Linked DNA regions of Sus scrofa: region 1 is linked to region 2. Evidence: chromatin contacts called from public Hi-C data. All regions are on one chromosome and are shown on one strand. The core of a region is the stretch at or near the end of the contact, and the rest is flanking DNA. Distances in the headings are between cores, read along the strand shown. Region 1 holds the start of NUDT3 (nudix hydrolase 3). Region 2 has its middle 19 kb from the start of GRM4.

Region 1 (4,106 bases), core at 916-3,415, 120 kb before region 2:
GAAAAATCAGGATACAAATTTCTACAGAATGTGCTGAAAGAAGTCCATAATTTAATTTTTTAATAAAAACTACTGTATTTTTCAAATTTTTGACAATGTGTATGTTAAAAGTAATTCTGGAATCAGACTTTCAGTTTTTCTTTCTTTTCTCTCTTTTTTTTTTTTTTAGGGCTGCACCTGCAGCATATGGAGGTTCCCAGGCTAGGGGTTGAATCAGAGCTAGAGCCTCTGGTCTATGCCACAGCAATGCCAGATCCGAGCTGCATCTGCCACCTATACCTCAACTCATGGCAACACCGGATCCTTGACCTAGTCAAACCCACATTCTCATGGATACTAGTTGGGTTCATTACCCCTGAGCCACAACAGAAACGCCTGAAATTTCACATCTTATGTGTCAAGGGCTTAGTGAAATGTCAATAATATTACAGGCATACTTCAGTGATATTGCTGATTCAGTTCCAGACCAGACAAAAAGCAAATATTGCAATGAAGGAAATCACGGGAATTTTTGGTTTCCTAGGGCATATATTTACATTACACTGTAGTCTATTAAGTGTGTCATACATAGCATTATGTGTGAAAAACAATGTATATACCTTAATTTAAAGGAGTTCTCTTTTGGTACAGCGGGTTAAGGATCTGGCGTTGTCACTGCAGTGGCATAAAAATACTTGATTACTAAAAAATGCTAACCATCATCTGAGCCCTCAGCAAGTTGCAGCAGGGACCTCAACGATCACTGATCATAGGATAATGAAAAAGTTTGAAATATTTTGAAAATTACCAAAATGTGACACAGAGACATGAAGTGAGCAAAATACTGTTGGAAAAAAAAAAGTTGCTCAATGCAGAATTGCCACAGGCCTTCAATTTGTAAAAAAATGCAGTATCTGTAAAGCACAATAAAATCAGGTATTCCTGTCATTACAATGTATTAAGTGCCAGGTGCGAAATGCCTTTATTTTCTCTATTTTACAGGGGTAAATCAATTATGTAAATGAGAATCCAAGGTAGGTTTGCTAGGCTTCAATCCTGATCTTTTTTGATTATGCTAAATACAAGCAAATTCAAAAAAGAGTAATAAGCAATTCACAGACAAATCCTGCAGGGATTTTCAGCACTTTCAGGGCATGAGCATGATATAGGTTTGGTTTGGACTGCTGAGAACTTTCACCAGTTATACCTCGTTTCCTTGCTGGAGGGTGTCAGGCTATATGTCTTTCCCTGGAACATCTGTTTGACACCCACAATAAATATATCCTCCTCCTTTACTATCAAAAATGATGATGCCTCATGATTTGGATGATGTCTGTACACACGCACACCCTCACTCACTCCTTTCTGGCCCTCCTGTATATCTAAAGAGAAAGCATTTGTTTTTTTGCACCAATAAAGGTTATGTAGTATAAACATCTGTTCTTTATGCTCCAACCCATGACTTCAGAACTTCTGGATATCAATGCAACGTGCACCACCCCCTAACCCGTTTTCACGCAGTGCTAAAGCCCAAGCATCTCAGGAGGCACTCTCCGTCGCCTTTAACTGCATCCCACATTTACCTCTAGACTTTCCCCCTCATCCACTCCCAGAAGGACTGGCAGGGTCAAGGCCCGGGCGGCGTGACCTTGGGCAAATCCTTGCTTCCCCTTCCTCAGCAGAGCGGAGCCGGGCGGTCCTGCAAAGGTAACCCTTTCTCCCCTAGCTTTCTCCTAGCGCGCCCCACCTTCCCCACCCCTTCGCTACTGGCATGTGGCCGCCTCCAGTCCCGTGGCCCACTCATTCCAGACGCTCGTTTACGCCGCGCGGTCTGGGAGGGCGCGATTCCCGAAAGCGGCCTGCGCTGCGAACGCGCGGTCGTCCCGCAGGCCGGCGCAGCTTTACGCCGCTGACGCAGCGCGCCCAAGATGGCGGCGCGGTCGTCGTCGGGGGTGGCGGCGGCAGAGGGGGCGGCGGCCGTGGCGGGAGCGGCGACGGCAGCCGTGACGGCGGCGGCGGCGCGGGGCCTGGGCCGGGGAGAATGAGGCGGCCGCGGCGGGCCAGCGGCGGAGCCGTGTAGCGGAGAAGCGGCTCCCCCTCCCAGCTTCCTTTGGTCGAGCCGGGGGCGCGCGCGCGTGGCCGTCCGGAGCGGGCTCCCCCCCCCCCCACCCTCGACTCCCGCGACCCGCACCGCACCCCCACTCGGGCCCGGAGGATGATGAAGCTCAAGTCGAACCAGACCCGCACCTATGACGGCGACGGCTACAAGAAGCGGGCCGCGTGCCTGTGTTTCCGCAGTGAGAGTGAGGAGGAGGTGAGGCGCCGGGCGGGCCGGGGTCCTACGGGTCGGCGGCCGCCTCGGGCCGAGGCGCTGGGGGCGCGGCCGCCGGGGGAGGGTGTGCCCGGGCCCGGGGCTGGGCCGCTTCTCTCGGCAAGAATGAAGTTACGACGGAGACGAAGACGAGGGGGAAGGAAAAAGAACGGTGGGCGGAGGGGAAGTGGGTCTGAGCGTGGCCATACCGTCCTGGCCGGGGGACGGGGACGCCGGCGCGCGGTAGGGGCACCCCAGAGCGGACCGCCTGTCACCGGGGAGAGTGGCTGCGGGCAGGAGGCGGTGGATGGGGAGGAGTGTGCGGCTTTCGGTCCAGGCCTACAGCCTTGGATCCAGGCAGGGCAGCTCCACACTTGTCAGCCCAGCACATGTGTGCAGAGGCCGCCGTGCACGAGGCGCGGGCCGGCCCTTTGTGGCAGAGAAAGAATCCGCTTCATTGGCAGGTTTGGGGTTTGCCGGGGGATTATGTGCGGCTCTGAGCCCAAGGAAGACTTAGGGCGTTGTGCAAAAGCCAAAACCAGTTGTTTATTTACAGTGCGCTGGGTAGTCCTTAGGGTGTAGCCTGGGAAGAGAGGACACTTGATAAAATAATCTTTGTGGATTGAAAATTTTTTCTTTTAATTGGGAAGGCCAAAGCGGTATTTAAGATCTTTGCCTTGACATTCCATCACTGTCCTATAGGAAGGCCCTTAGGATTAAATTTGCTAGCAAAATCGAAATGCTTGGAATGTTTCTTTTTGCATGGGGTACTTAAAAAAAATCTCAGCTCCCCAAAGCCGTTTCTGTGGTGATAAAGGGAATTCAGAGAAGGCAAGTGTTTTGTAAATCCTCAAAGAATAGCTGCTTTGGAAATTCATAAGATGCCTGTGGGAACGCGTTTCTCTCGTCTGTATGGTGGTAAAATGGCAGTTACACTGGAAACAATGAAGGACAGTGAAATTCAATATGCTATATTCCGGCATTCAGCAGTGGGCTGTGGTGGCAGGGCTGCAAGTACAGTGCGTCGTGTTGAAACGGGGAGAAAAGAACTTGACCCGTTAGTTATGAAAAGAAGCTGTGATGAAAGAGACAGATGGGTTGCCAGGAGTTGCTGTCCAGAGACATTTAGGAGGAAGTGGGAATTTAAATTATTGCCTGGGAAAAAAAAAAAAAATGTTAATAAAGCACTGTAATTGTGCTGTTGAAGGATCTTGTGTGCTCCTTTTTAGCAAAACAGTAAGAAACTGGATTTGGAAATGTGTACTTTGTGTCCTAGAATATATTGTGAAAGTCCTCGAAACTTGCATTGTAATACCGGTGCTAAGCAGGGCCTTGTAAATTATGTTCTGTTTAGGAATACATACTTGAGTCAAGTAAAATTATTGGTGGTGTTTACTGCTCCAGAGGCTTTGTTCTCTTCAGTTATCATATCATATTATGGGAAATCAGATGGGATCACAGGCTGTTAACTGGAGAGAACACTAATTAGCATAATAGCATGTCTTACTACAGTACTAGGGTTAAATCTGTGAGCACCCCAATTATAAGTAGAAGGGTGTATTATTTACTTGTATGAATGGTGCAAGACTTTATTTGTTTAAAAAATCATACTAGAAATTGAGAACATATGAGTATTTTGGATAAATAGGAAATCCTTTATAGATCATAAGCAAACTAACGAAGACTTGAATTTCCATTTTCTGTTAAAAGTTTTATTATGAACTGGCACACACAGCAGTAATATTAAAATGTGTGACTGATCATGAAGTTTCATTTACTGAGTTTCTTTTTGAACATTGGTTAATGAACAGAAGAT
Region 2 (4,144 bases), core at 580-3,079:
ACCAGGGGTGGCTGGGTCCCCTTGCGTGCGGGTGGCTAAATCACTGAGAATTCTCCCAAACACTTTACACACAGAATACAATGCTGCTTAAAGGATAAGTAATAAAAATGTGCTAATTTGCAAGTTACACATATTTTATTAAAAATCAACAGTAGCTGAAACAATCATTGAGGTCTTAAATCACAGAAGAATTTTGGGGGGAGGACATTGTTTAGAATTGCTTAGTGGTTTCTTTTTGTTTTACAGTTTGTTACTGAGGACAACCCCTCCCCCCCTTTATTTTGGTTTTTAGGGCCGCACCCTAGGCATGTGGAAGTTCCCAGGCTAGGGGTAGAATCAGAGCTACTGCAGCCGGTCTACACCACAGCCACAGCACCACGGGATCCGAGCCATGTCAGCAATCTACACCAAAGCTCACAGCAATGCTGCATCCTTGACCTGCTGAGCGAAGCCAAGGATTGAACCTGTGTCCTCATGGATACGAGTCAGGTTGTTTCTGCTGCACCACAACGGGAACTTGGGGACACCCTCTCTTGCCTGCATCAGGGCACATGCTCCCACTGCCCCATCCTCGGCACACCCTCCTTGCTACTGGCTTGGCACACGTGCCTCTGAGGCGCTTACCTCAAATACGAGTGTATCTGTGTCATGACTTCTTTGTCCTCTGTCCCCCACTAGGCTGTCTGCTCCGTGTGGCGGTCACTGCCCTGTTCAACCTTGATCCCCAGATCCCGGAAGAGTACCTGGCACCCACTTGGCCCACAGTAGGTATCTGCTGAATAAAGGTAGGTGAAGAACCTGGCACATGGTATGTGTCAGTACAGGGTAGCCACCATGGCTGCGACCTGCAGCACCTTTATAGTCTGGAAGGTTGAAAGCATCTCAATGTCTCCACATTCAACAGCAGCAAAATGCTGCCTGAATTCTGAGATACGAATTTTATCTTCCCCAACAGTCACTCCTGGAGGTCAGCAGTCACATCTCATTGTCTGGGGTCCCTGAACCCCAAAATAAGACTTGGCACAAAACAGGGATCGATAAATATTGAGTAAGCAGAGCTTACTGAGCATCTACTCCCACCAGGAATTTTCTTTCACGGGTGTGGTGTTTCCAGGATGAGCGTGAGCACACTCATCTTACAGATGAACAAAGCGAGACCCAGAAAGGTCCGACGACTTGGGCAAGATCACAGAGCCAGTCAGCACAGAAGCAGTTTTAACCCAGGTCTGCAGGGGCTCCAAAGCCCCTGATCTTTCCAGAACTCCATGTTGCTTCCCCATAGAGGGTGTGGGGTGTGGGGTGTGGGGGAGGTGAGTCCAGTTCAGGGGTGGGACTGGGTGGGGTGGGGATCCCGTCCCTGGGACTCAGCTTCCTCAGGCTGTAGGAGCCTGGGCTTCGGGTTAGGCACATGCCTGGTGCCTGGGCTGTGACTCCTGGTCAAGCACAGTGGTCAGCACCTGTGCCCTTCCCCGGGGTGGGGGCGCCCAGGTATGGACGGGGAGGTCTGGGGTGGGGGTCGGGGTGGCAGTCCTGAGTTGTGATTCCAGCAAGCTCCCACCACCCTCCCACCACCAAGAGCTGTGCAGCCTGGACAGGGCACGGAGTCCCACCAGGCGTGCAGAATAGCTCGTGATAAGAGCATCTGCGTAGAGATTAGAAATACAGAGGCTGGGCCAGGGCCGGGCGCAGGCAGAGCTGGGTGCCAATGGCAATGTCTTCTATTTCTCTTCCATGTTCTCTTCCCGGCCCCTTCCGTTTACAGTCAGGAGTAGCAAGGTTCACCCAAATGGGCTTGCAGGGAGAGGGCGCTGCACACCTGAAAGGGACCCCTCCAGGACCCGGATAACGCTGGTGCGGTCCCCCTCCAGGTCGCTCCGGATCGAAGCGGTCACTCGGCTCCTTCCGCGGGTTTGTCATAGCGGCCGCACCGCTTCCCTCACCGCCCCCCAGCTAGCTGCCCACCAGCCCGGTCCCCTAGGAAGCAGAGCCTCGGGCGAGCGGGGATAGTGAGTGGGGACTGGGTTGCGGCAAAGAGAAACGTGGCCCGCTTGGGTCCGAGTTCGGGCGGCCTCCTAGCGCCACCTCGTGGTCACATCCGGCATTGCCACGCCTGCTCTGAAAGGGGCGGCTGGCGAGGGGCGCGTGGGCTGGGGTTGGGCCAATTTGGGCTCTTGGACTGTGGCACTGCGACTCACCCCTAACCCTTGTTCTTGTCTTTTGAGGAAAAACCAAGGCTTAAGGGCGTCTGAGGCCTGTGGCGGGGAGAAAAGGCAGGGAAGGAAGCATCGAGGGGGAGCCAGTCCAGGGAGGCCCGGAGGGAGGTGAAGCTCTCCCTGGGGCTCAGGAGTGGAAAAACCACTCCAGCATCCACACTGAGGCTCTCTTGCCCACGGACTGAATCCCACAACCTTTCCAGATGTTCATCTGTGGCCGGCAGAGAGCCCGGCATGGCGATGAGCTAATCCACTCTCTCCTGATGGCTGAGGACAGGTGGTGAGAGCTGCGGACAGCCCAGCCCCTGACAGTCCAGGCTGAGCTTGGCGGTGAAAGGAGGCAAGCCTCCTGGGCCAGCTCTGCTCCTGCAGGGCCTCCCACTCCAAGGCAGCTTGGTGGTCAGCAGGGCAGTCTGTCTACGGCCCTGAGACAGCTCCAGGCAGGGCAGCCCAGTGCTGTGGGAAGCAGTGGGGGTATTCTGGGTGCCTCGGGACTCCCTAGGAGGCCTCGGGACCCTCACCAGCAGTGTCCAGGCTGCTGAAGTCCCACTGGAGGGAGAGGGCCTCTGGAAATGGCCCTCAGGAATGTCACAGCCAAGATGTGGCCGAATTGTTGCTTGAACCCAGGTCTCCTGGCTCTAAATCCTGTGTCTTCTGCTCAGCCCTGTGGGCCCAGGGAGGTGTGTGTGTGGGGGGCTGTGTGGGTGTGAATCCAGTGAGAATATATGATGGGGGGGCAAGCAGGAAGTTTTTTCAGGAGGAAACCAAGGGCAGGTGACTGCCAGAGATCCAGGTGGTGCCAGCCAGGCCTGTGGTCAGGTGGGGGCTGTGGGACACTGTTGGGGGTAGGGGGTATATGTGTCAGAGATGGGAGTCCAGGCAGGGATGCGAACAGTGACCTCTGGCTGCCATCCCCCTGCCCTGCCTGGCATCACTACATGACCAGAGCACTGTCTTTTGGCTTTGCTTTTAATTACAAATTTTGAAATATTTGAAGTACACAGAAAAGTACAGAAAATGATATAACATAAGTTCTCATTGTGGCACAGCAGAAACGAATCCAACTAGGAACCATGGGGTTGAGAGTTCAATCCCTGGCCTCGCTCAGTGGGTTAAGGATCCTGTGTTGCCGTGAGCTGTGGTGTAGGTTGCAGACATGGCTCGGATCCCGTGTTGCTGTGGTTGTGGTGTAGGCCAGCAGCTGCAGCTCCGATTCCACCCCTGGCCTGGGAACCTCCATATGCCGTGGGTGCCACCCTAAAAAAAAAAAAAGAAAGCAAAAGAAAAAAGAGAAAAATGATACAACAGTTACCTATAATCCTCCAACTAGTTTATCTTGTTCAAACATTTTGACTTAGTTTTTTCGATTGTACATATGTATTTTTTGAAAGGAAAAAAATGTCACAGAAAGAACCAAAGCCCAGCTTCGTTTTTTTTTTTTTTTTTTTTTTTTTTTTTTTTTTTTTTTTTTTTTTTTTTTTTTTTTTTTTTTTTAGCCAGCTTCGTTTTCCTTTCCCTGAAGTTTTTTTCATTCCCAAACACATTTTAAAACTTTTGCCAAGTAGGTATACATCTGTAAACAAGATGCAGTATTGTTTTGTGTTCCAAATTCTACATAAGTGGTATCATAATGTAACATCATTTTGCAAATTGCTTTATCTCAACATTGTGCTTGGAGACCTATGAAGGCTGCTCCATGCAAATCGAATCCGCTCTTTGTAACCTCTGCATGGCTTTTGTTCTGTGCCGACCACCATTTATCTGCTCTCCTGCTAAGAATAATAGTTCCTGATTATGACCAATGGGCACAGCGAATCTTCTTAAACATGCCTCCCCGGACAAGCAAGGAAGAGGAAATTCTGTTCGTAATGTTTTCGCATCTTCAACTTTACTAAATGTTGTCAAATCATTCTCCGATTCACACTCCCGAG

What was found. A called contact is a pair of places that touch in the nucleus more often than the background predicts.
Region 1: a contact with region 2 is called in a Hi-C map of subcutaneous adipose tissue, with 2.5 times the contacts expected there. The contact joins the promoter of NUDT3 here to the enhancer-like site in region 2. A contact is called at or near these places in 1 of 5 promoter capture datasets (liver), 20 of 47 Hi-C or Micro-C datasets (alveolar macrophages, blood, brain and 11 more) and 2 of 2 datasets of contacts at active chromatin or transcription factors (alveolar macrophages and skeletal muscle).

Annotation. Positions count from the first base shown.
Region 1 is chr7:30,420,078-30,424,183 of Sscrofa11.1, reverse strand. NUDT3 (nudix hydrolase 3) reads left to right here and starts at 2,165. Exons shown (of 5, transcript NM_001308410.2): 1 at 2,165-2,293. The coding sequence starts at 2,195.
Region 2 is chr7:30,295,021-30,299,164 of Sscrofa11.1, reverse strand. No RefSeq gene overlaps it. Among named protein-coding and RNA genes, the nearest start is that of GRM4, 19 kb to the right of the region's middle. Within about 2 kb of position 1,829, at least 27 of the 83 cell types and tissues checked have an H3K27ac peak or open chromatin away from gene starts, as enhancers often do. A contact at or near this core is called in retroperitoneal adipose tissue, skeletal muscle and subcutaneous adipose tissue, where this site is marked.